3 separate regions of the Mus musculus genome follow, and regions 2 and 3 are each linked to region 1. Evidence: chromatin contacts called from public promoter capture Hi-C data. All regions are on one chromosome and are shown on one strand. The core of a region is the stretch at or near the end of the contact, and the rest is flanking DNA. Distances in the headings are between cores, read along the strand shown. Region 1 holds the start of 9530068E07Rik (RIKEN cDNA 9530068E07 gene). Region 2 holds the start of Cdc42se2 (CDC42 small effector 2). Region 3 holds the start of Lyrm7 (LYR motif containing 7).

What was found. Promoter capture Hi-C pulls out the DNA fragments that hold promoters and counts their contacts. Capture Hi-C pulls out chosen DNA fragments and counts their contacts.
Region 2: a promoter capture Hi-C map of cranial neural crest shows a contact between it and region 1. The contact joins the promoter of Cdc42se2 here to the promoter of 9530068E07Rik in region 1. A contact is called at or near these places in 1 of 39 promoter capture datasets (cranial neural crest) and 1 of 115 datasets of contacts at active chromatin or transcription factors (astrocytes).
Region 3: a promoter capture Hi-C map of liver shows a contact between it and region 1. The contact joins the promoter of Lyrm7 here to the promoter of 9530068E07Rik in region 1. A contact is called at or near these places in 2 of 39 promoter capture datasets (both in liver) and 1 of 9 other capture datasets (liver).

The regions. Positions count from the first base shown.
Region 1 is chr11:52,395,006-52,397,761 of GRCm38.p6, forward strand. It overlaps 9530068E07Rik (RIKEN cDNA 9530068E07 gene), which reads left to right and starts at 1,423. Exons shown (of 3, transcript NM_153117.2): 1 at 1,423-1,598. The coding sequence starts at 1,463.
Region 2 is chr11:54,786,198-54,788,985 of GRCm38.p6, forward strand. Cdc42se2 (CDC42 small effector 2) reads right to left here and starts at 1,506. Exons shown (of 6, transcript NM_178626.3): 1 at 1,363-1,506.
Region 3 is chr11:54,859,307-54,862,287 of GRCm38.p6, forward strand. It overlaps Lyrm7 (LYR motif containing 7), which reads right to left and starts at 1,291. Exons shown (of 5, transcript NM_029327.5): 1 at 1,246-1,291. The coding sequence starts at 1,263. It overlaps Gm31490 (a long non-coding RNA gene), which reads left to right and starts at 508. Exons shown (of 3, transcript XR_879859.2): 1 at 508-734; 2 at 2,610-2,724.

The DNA of each region.
Region 1 (2,756 bases), core at 173-2,672:
ACAGTCAGCTATTGGATGGAACACAGGGCCCCCAAAGGAAGAGCTAGAGAAAGTACCCAAGGAGCTAAAGGGGTCTGCAACCCTATAGGTAGAACAACAATATGAACTAACCAGTACCCCCGGAGCTTGTGTCTCTAGCTGCATATGTAGCATAAGATGGCCTAGTCGGCTCGGCCATCATTGGGAAGAGAGGCCCCTTGGTCTTGCAAACTTTATATGCCTCAGTACAGGGGAACGCCAGGGCCAAGAAGTGGGAGTGGGTGGGTAGGGGAGTGGGGGGGGATATGGGGGACTTTTGGGATAGCATTTGAAATGTAAATGAAGAAAATACCTAATTAAAAAATAAAATTAAAAAAAAAAGGAATTTTGAGGCCAGCCTGGGCCACTTGAGATCTTGTTTCAAAACCAAAACCAAAAGGGTGCTGGAGAAATTATTCAACAGTTTAGAGCAATTGTGCTTGTAGAGGACCAGGGTGTGGTTCCCAGGAGCCACATGGGGTGGCTCATAATCACAGCAACCTCCAGCTCCAGGGGAGTAGACGCCCTCTTCTGGCACTGGAGGGCATTTGAACTTACACACAATTTTACTCTTTCTTTATTGTTTCTTTAATGCTTATTTTATCATTATTATTTTTTGAGACAGGGTTTCTCTGTGTAGCCCTGGCTGTTCTATAATCGCTTTGTAGACCAGGCTGGACTCGAATTCACTTAGATTTACCTGCTTCTGCGTCCTGAGTGCTGAAACTAAAGATATGCACTATCACACCTGGCTAGTTTTAATTCAGAAATGATTGCTTGCATATATGTTTGTGTACCCCATATGCCTAATGCCTGTGGAGATCAAAAGAGGTCTTATAGTCAGATCCCCTGGAACTGGAGTTAGAGGTGGCTGTGAGCTGTTTAATCTGAGTGCTGGGAACCAAACCCAGTCCTTTGCAAGAGTAGCAAATGCTCTCAACAGCTGAACATTCTCTCCAGCTCCATATATATATATATAATCTTTCTTAAGTGTATTAAACTTGTGTGTAGTTGTTTTACTTATGAGTTTCTGCATCAGTTATACGTCTAGTGTTTGAGGATGCCTAAAGAGGGCACCGTATACCCTGGGACAGATGGGTGTGAGTCCTCACATACAGGGGTGCTTGGAATCGAACCCAGGAGCTCTGGGGGAATCAGCCAGTGCTCTTAAGCGATGACCCCTGAAATACATCTCAAAGATGACAACGATAAACCACAGAGCAAAACAAAAAACCACCAGTTGAAAATAAATCCGTCCCATTCGCCTTTTTTTTTTTTTTTTTTTTTAAGCACCCTTTTCTACACTCCCACGCTAACCTTTCGGGTTCAGAGATGCAACGTCATCACGCCGGGACGTAGCTGCTTCGGGAGTGCGCTTCGGACGCGTATCTGACGTCACCTCGCAGAACCTAGCAACAGCGCAGGCTCGGGGGCCGAGTCCGTTATGGCCGCCTCCGCCCTGGGCAGAATGTGCGGGGCTGCACGAGAGAAGCTGTCTCCCGGGCCGGGCGCCCGGGGCCTCGGGGCTCTGGCGCGATCTCTGGTGCTGGCGTTGCTGCTCGTGCCCGTCCTGTGCTCTGGTAATGAACGCAGGGAGACGGCGAGGGACCGGGTCGGGCCCGACGGGGACGGAGCGCCGCCGACTCACGGTGGTTCCCACCGGCCGAGTTCCCGCGCCCAGGGCTGGGCCCGAGTTGGGAAGCGCTCCCAGTGCGGTCTCCCCAGGCCTGAGAAGTGGGGTTGTGAGATTCAGAGACCCGAGTAGGTGGGCGGGGACGGGAAGTCCCCGTGTCGTGGACGGAGTCTCTGAGAATACACTCCCTGGAGGAAGGGCGCTCGGTGTGGAGGGGGGAGGTCCCCAAAATGGGGAGTACAGAGATCTCGCAGACTGGATAGGAAACAGGCCGAAGAGATAGTCGGAGTTGGGGAGAGTGATGTTAAGAGAGATGCTTGAGGTTAGAGGGACAAGCAAGGCTAGGCAAGTTTTTGTTTTGTTTTCCCCTTCGAAATGGTGAGGTCAGAGATAAAGATAGGGACAGCGACCCAGTGTTGGGACTGAATTGATTGACTGTTCCAGAGTGGAAGAGGGGAGGAGCTGTTTGTGGATTCCATCTCTGAGGTCTGAGAAGTTCTGGGGCTTTTGGTGTAGAGGCAGAGTCCGGGGACGCTGACCGGCTGAGGGCCTTGGAGGAGGAGTAGAGTTTAGAAACAAAGGGAGAGAGCGTGTCTGCGGCAGATGCCCTTCCTTGAGCTGAGGTTTTACCGAACGCCCTCTCGCCTCATTTGAGAAAAACTTTCTTTTCTTGCAGATGCTATAGCATAAATCAGGATATTAAAGCCGTTCTTGAAAGTGAAATCTGTAAACCGAGGCAGAGATTTAGCAGGAGAAACTGAGCATTGTTGAGTAGTCATATTTTTCTTTCTGTCCAGCGTGCAATCATTTTCTCCCCAAGTCTTTATTGATTTTTTTTTTCAGATGAAAACTTAATGTGAACTGGGGCTGACTTCCTTCTTTGCCCAGGGAGACTCTCCAGCCAATCACCCGTCCCTTTATTACAGTGCTGGGTTGCATACATAGTTTCCTTCCTCAGCAGCACTGAAAGCAGGCAGCTGACTGCCCTAACTGGAGGGTTTTGGAGTCTGTGGGAGGAAAGACTAGGTTTTCCAAGGCTCTTATATCTTGGGTAGAATGTAATGAGGATTTCCCTGGTGGATGCAGACATAATTTTGATCTTTAA
Region 2 (2,788 bases), core at 256-2,755, 2.4 Mb after region 1:
TCAAGCTTAAGAGAGAAACATTTCCAGGTTTTGTTCCCTTCCACAAACAGAATTCAAAAATCTCTCTGTGCTTAATATGTGTCTAATGAGTATGCTGGGTAAACTGTGATGTTTAACCACCAAGGCGACATTAGATCCCCTCCCCTAAAGTTCAGAGCTCTCTCTCCCTGGCTCATAGAGATCCAAGACTGACCATGCCACAGTCCCTCCAAAGCCCACACACATCTTTACTCCTACTACATAGAAAGCTAGACCTCAAAATGCACCCCAAACATCTTTCTCAATTATTTTCAAAGAAAAGGAGAAATCAGGCCTGCTGAGAAACAGAAATCTGTAAGCCAACTTCTCTCAAAAATTTCACATCTCAAAGGTACTATCTGCTATGCTGGCTGGCAATAATGACCAACTAATTATTAATAGTTTACATGGGGATGGGGGACAGAAACTTGCTAGGCATTCTTTCCAATAGTCCTTTATCTGAGTCAAGAAGCTATGTGCCTCATCTTACTAGTAGGAACAGTTCTGTGTGGTGTTTTAAGATTCATTCATTATATCAATATTTTACTAAGCAAGGGTCCTTTAAGAGCATTTAATTTTCTTTCTTTCTTTCTTCCCCCCCCCCCCTCTTTTTGTGGCGGGTGGGAGTACTGGGGAACTGAACTACTCTGGGCCGCCTCCTACATGCAAGGCAAGTTCCCTACCACTGAGCTGTACTCCCAGGCCCAGAACGTCTCAGTGCTGCGCTCTGCACATCACTACCAAACTCCTCCAGGAAAGCTCGGCAGTAGCAATCACTGCCGCTAAAACGGAATTCCCAGGGTTGCCTGAAATCAGCCGGCACCGGGCTGCTCCTCAGCTCGAAATGCGGACGTCAGCGAGCCGCTACCTACCACACCCGTTAGTAATGCTCACCACCGTGGCCGCGAGCTCCCGGTGCAACAACCTGTAAGAGTCGCCGCAGCGACTGCGAGGCAGTGGCCCGGCTTCCTCTCTCGGGGTCCCAGGCAGGCCGGGCGGGAGTCGGGGTTCGGGAGCCCAGCCGCTCCGCGCCGGTCCAGACTGGCGGGGCTGCGGACTGGGGGAGGGGTCCGTAGCGCCTCCCCCATCGGGAAGGTGCAGGCTACGGTGAAAGCTGGCCTCACGGAGAATGAAGAGAACCATACGCCGGTCCTCGCGTGAGGACCTCGCCCAGACTGGAAAATGGAGCCGCCGCAGCCTCAGTCAGTCCGCAGCCCCAGTCTGCTGCCCCAGTCCGCAGCGCGGAGAGGCCCGGGCCGCGCTCGCCCTCAACCTTCCGAGTGGCGACCCTACACTTGGCGCCTCGGGCGGCGGGGCCAACGTGGGGCCCTCTCCCTCACTCACCGTCGCCTTTGTCTCCGCCGCCTGCTCCAGCCGCGCGGCTCCGAGCGCCGGCTCCGAAGCTTCCAGGATCTCCACACACCAAGCAGCTGCGCTCCCCGCTTCGGGCTCCGCCCTCCCGCCTAGGCTCTGGCGCGCAGAGGCGGAGCCACAAGCGGTGTGTGCGGCTGCGCGGCTACGCCCCCACTACAAGGACACGCCCTGTCCCCCCCCAGTAGGCGGGCTGGTAGCTGTGAGGCCCCGCCCAGTGAGGGAGTGGCGAGACCTAGGGGATGCTAGGCGCGCAAAGAGTGACCGCTGGGTGGGCTACGGGGAAGATGGATGCCGCTGCCTCGCGCCACAGCACCTTCCTGTCCGGATCCAGCCGTAGACGTGCCCGGGCGAGCAAGGCGCTGCTAGGCAGAGCTGGCCAGCACCAGATGTCTCTCACGCTCAGATCACGTTACTTTCAAGGAATCAGAATCACTGACTCATTGGAGAGTCAAGAATATCTACCTGGCATTTGAAAAGTTCGTCTCTGTGACTTCTTGTGGGATCGTTTTTTTTTTTGGTTTTTTTTTTTTTTTTTTTTTTTTGGTTTTGCTTTGACGTTGTTTGAGGGAGGGCCTTTTTGTAGCCCCAGAGTGGCCTCAAACTCACTATATAGGTAAGGATGGCCTGGATCTTGTGATCCTCCTGCCTCCGTCTCCCAAGCGCTGGGATTACTAGTGTATGTCACAAGCTTAAGGACTTTTGGAGTAGAACCCTGGCTGACCTGGAACTCACAGCAGTCCTCCTGCCTCAGCCACCACATTTTATGACTACATTAACTTTACACTTTAGGCACCCAGAAGCAAGAAACAAATGGACGCCTTCCCACTGAAATCTAGCCACACATACTCAGACAGGGAGCTGCATGACCATCACTATTGATAGGAAATTTCTAGCTTGTTCAGTGACAAAACTGGAGTACTCCTTGGTTCCTCTTATTCTCAATTTCACATCCATTCTGTCCATAAGGGTAATTGGCGTGGTTCTACATTCAAACAAAAAGAAAATCAGACTGTTCATCTACATTGTTTCTGTCATCCGTGGTCCCAGTCACACTTCAGTGGCTTTCTTAAATGACCTCCCTGACCACCATCAACAAACTGTGTTGTCAAAACAAGAGGGAGAATATCCTCCCGCAAGGAGAGTCAGCTCATGTCTCATCCGATCAAAATCCACCAGTGTTCCCGTTACTGTAGAAGATAACATCTTTACAATGGCTGACAAAGCCTCTGAGATTTTTTTTTTTCCCTATAGGTCTCAGAATTCATCTCCAGTCTCACTGGTGCTTGCAATGTCCAGTCTATACTCAGGGACTAGGACATTCTCTAATGTCTGCCTTCTCCCCTCAACTCCACTCAGATCTTCTTTAACAATGATGCGTAGCCTAAACCCACTTCTT
Region 3 (2,981 bases), core at 41-2,540, 2.5 Mb after region 1:
CTTCCTGGGGAGTGGGGGTGTCCATTAATATAAAAACAGCACCACTAGCTTAAGACCATTATCCTAATAAAAAGAAAATGGGGGCTGGAGAGATGGCTCTGAGGTTAAAGCACTGGCTGCTCTCACAAAGGAACCAGGCTCTTCCCATCAGCCATACTGCAGCTGACAACCTCCTGTAACTTCGGTTCCAAGGAATCTGACACCCTCTTCTGGCCTCTGTGAGTACCAGACATGCACATGGTGCACAGACATACATGCCTTGCAAATAAAATAGTTGAAAAAGTTATTTTAAAAGAAAATGTGATCTTCATTACCACAAATCTACTAGAACCGGCATTACATTGTAGCTAATCATATCTTTTTACTTATTATTTATGCACTGTTGGGCATGGAAGCCAATGCCTTGAAAATGCTAAGGGCTCCAACTTAAAAGTTAAATACAACCTCAGCCCTACTAAGAAACTTCTTTTCAAACGCAAAAAGTAGCTGGGCGTAGTGGCTCGGGAGTCAGATTCCCAGCACTTAGCATGAAGATTGCTGAGAATTGGCCGCCGGTGTGAGCTACAAGTCTGAGGCCAGCCCCTCCTAATTCTTAATCAAACTTCAGGTGTCTGCCTATAAGTCCCCGTGATTCTTAAATTTCGAGACAAGATCTATGTTGCCTGGGCTTGCCATCAACAAGTAGGCTCAGCAATGCTGCCTCTCGCCCACTAGAGATTTCTGTATTCCTCTAGGTAAGTTAAATCCTATTTATAGGTTCACAAAACATGCTGTTTATTAATTTGAAGCACTTCTTACGATTTTATTAGTTGTTTATAGTCTTCCTACTATGGAACTTCTTTATTAAGGCATAGGTGGTCGGTTTATGGTCATCAGTCTCCTCTATTCACTACCTTTCATGGATCAGCCATCCTCCTCATTCATTGTCTCGTGTGGCTGTCACCCTCCTCCGCTCCGCGCCCCTCGAGATCCACTCCCTCCTCACTCACTGTCCCCCCCTTCTCCACTGCAGCCCCTCCAGGTTGTCTCCCTCATCATTCACTCTTCCACATGGCTATCAACCTCCTCCATTCACGGTCCATAGGGTCGTCTCTCCTCACTGCCCTCAAAATTGTCACCCTCTACCACTCATTGCCCCTGAAGGTTGTCACCCTCTTACACTCTCAGCCCCCCTCGGGGTCGCCTCCCTCCCTTGCCGGGGTCTTGAGCCTCAGCATCCCTGCACCCTCCTCCCGGCCCTGTCACCTTGGCGGGCTGACCCATGGCTCCCCACGCCGCTGACTCCGCCTCTGAGGGCGCCCCCTCTTGGCAACCAATCAGGGCCGGGGCACAGCTGGCGACGCTCCGCATAGCAACCAATCAGAATGCAACATGTCCTTCCTAGCCCGCCTTCCCCGCAGGAGGAAGTTCAGGCGTTTGCTAAGCAGAGCTAAGTATAAAAACGCGAGAAGCCGCGGTGCCAAATTACGGACAGGAGGACGGAAGTAGCTGAGAAGCCATGTTTGTTAGGGGCAGACTTCACTCCGCCGCGCCTAGCGTGCCGCTCGCGCACACTGTTTGTTACTGGGTGGCCTCGGAACCTGCTCGTTTTTTATCTCTTGTTTAAGGGCGTGGGCGTCTCTTAAGTGTCTATATTATAAGGTTTCCGGGCTGTGACTGTCTCCTTGGGAACGTAAGCAAACAAAAGCTAAGTCCTAACAACCACAGCCCATACATATCAGAACGCTGACTCCAGAACGTTCTGTTTGTACATTCTCTTAATTATTCCCCCCAAAGGTGCGGTTGAGTTGCCTGCTCAAGTTCACACCCTTGATCCCAGAGCCTCCTCACCTTCTGCATTATTGCCCTACTTATCTTGCCCCGTTCTTTGGTTTTGCTGAGGTAGGAAATAATTTATTAGAAGCTTCATAGTAATAACCATAAAACATTTATATACATTTTAACTTAGTACTTGCAGGCATGGATAAAAATTTCCACCTTGCTCCTGTTCCGCAATCATTTGCGTTCAACATTCCTGTAACATTTTAGGCTACTTTTAGGTAAAACTGACTGTTTATTAAGAATCAAAGATTCTTAATCTTTGATTAAGCTGAGTGTGGTGGGATATACTTGAAAACCCAGTATTTGGAAGGTAAAGTCAGGAGCATCAAGAATTCAAGGACAGCCCTGGTCTAGACTATATGAGACTCTGTGTCAATCAAAAAACAAAAAGGAAAAAAAAATTCTGCTTTTGAGACAGGGTGTCACAGTAACCCTGTCTGGTGTGGAACTTGTTATATAGATCAGGCTGGCCTCAAACTTTGAGATCTGCTGCCTCTGGAGTGCTGGAATAAAAGTTGTCACCACCAAACCTGTACTCGTCCTCAGGAATGCTTTCTACCTTGTTCAAAACCTAGAATTGGCCCAGAACTCACTGGTTAGGCTAGACTGGCTGTCCTGGTCTCAGAGATCTTCCCATCTCTACCTCCCCAAGGCTGGGATTACAAATGTGAAATACCATGCCTAGGGAGTCTTATATAAGAACACAAAGATAATTGTCAACTTTTAAAAATTGTTATTGATGGCTGGAGAGCTGGCCCAAAGCCTAAGAACACTGCTGTTCTTTCCAGAGGACCTGAGATTATTTCCCAACACCCATATGGCAGCTAACAACTGCCTGAACTCCAGTCCCAGGGGATCTGACACCTTCTGGCCTCCAAGGACACGGTATACATACACATCCAGGTAAACACTCATACACTCATAAAAATAAAATCTCACTAAAAATTTCTTATTGAGGTTTTATTTATTTATTTATTTATTTATTTATTTATTTATTTCAGGACAAGGTTTCTCTGTGTAGCCCTGGCTGTCCTGGAGCTCACTCTGTAGACCAGGCTGGCCTCCAACTCAAAAATCTGCCTGCCTCTGCCTCCCCAGTGCTGGGATTAAAGGCGTGCGCCACCACTGCTCGGCTGCAGAAGTGCTTTTAATAGAACCAA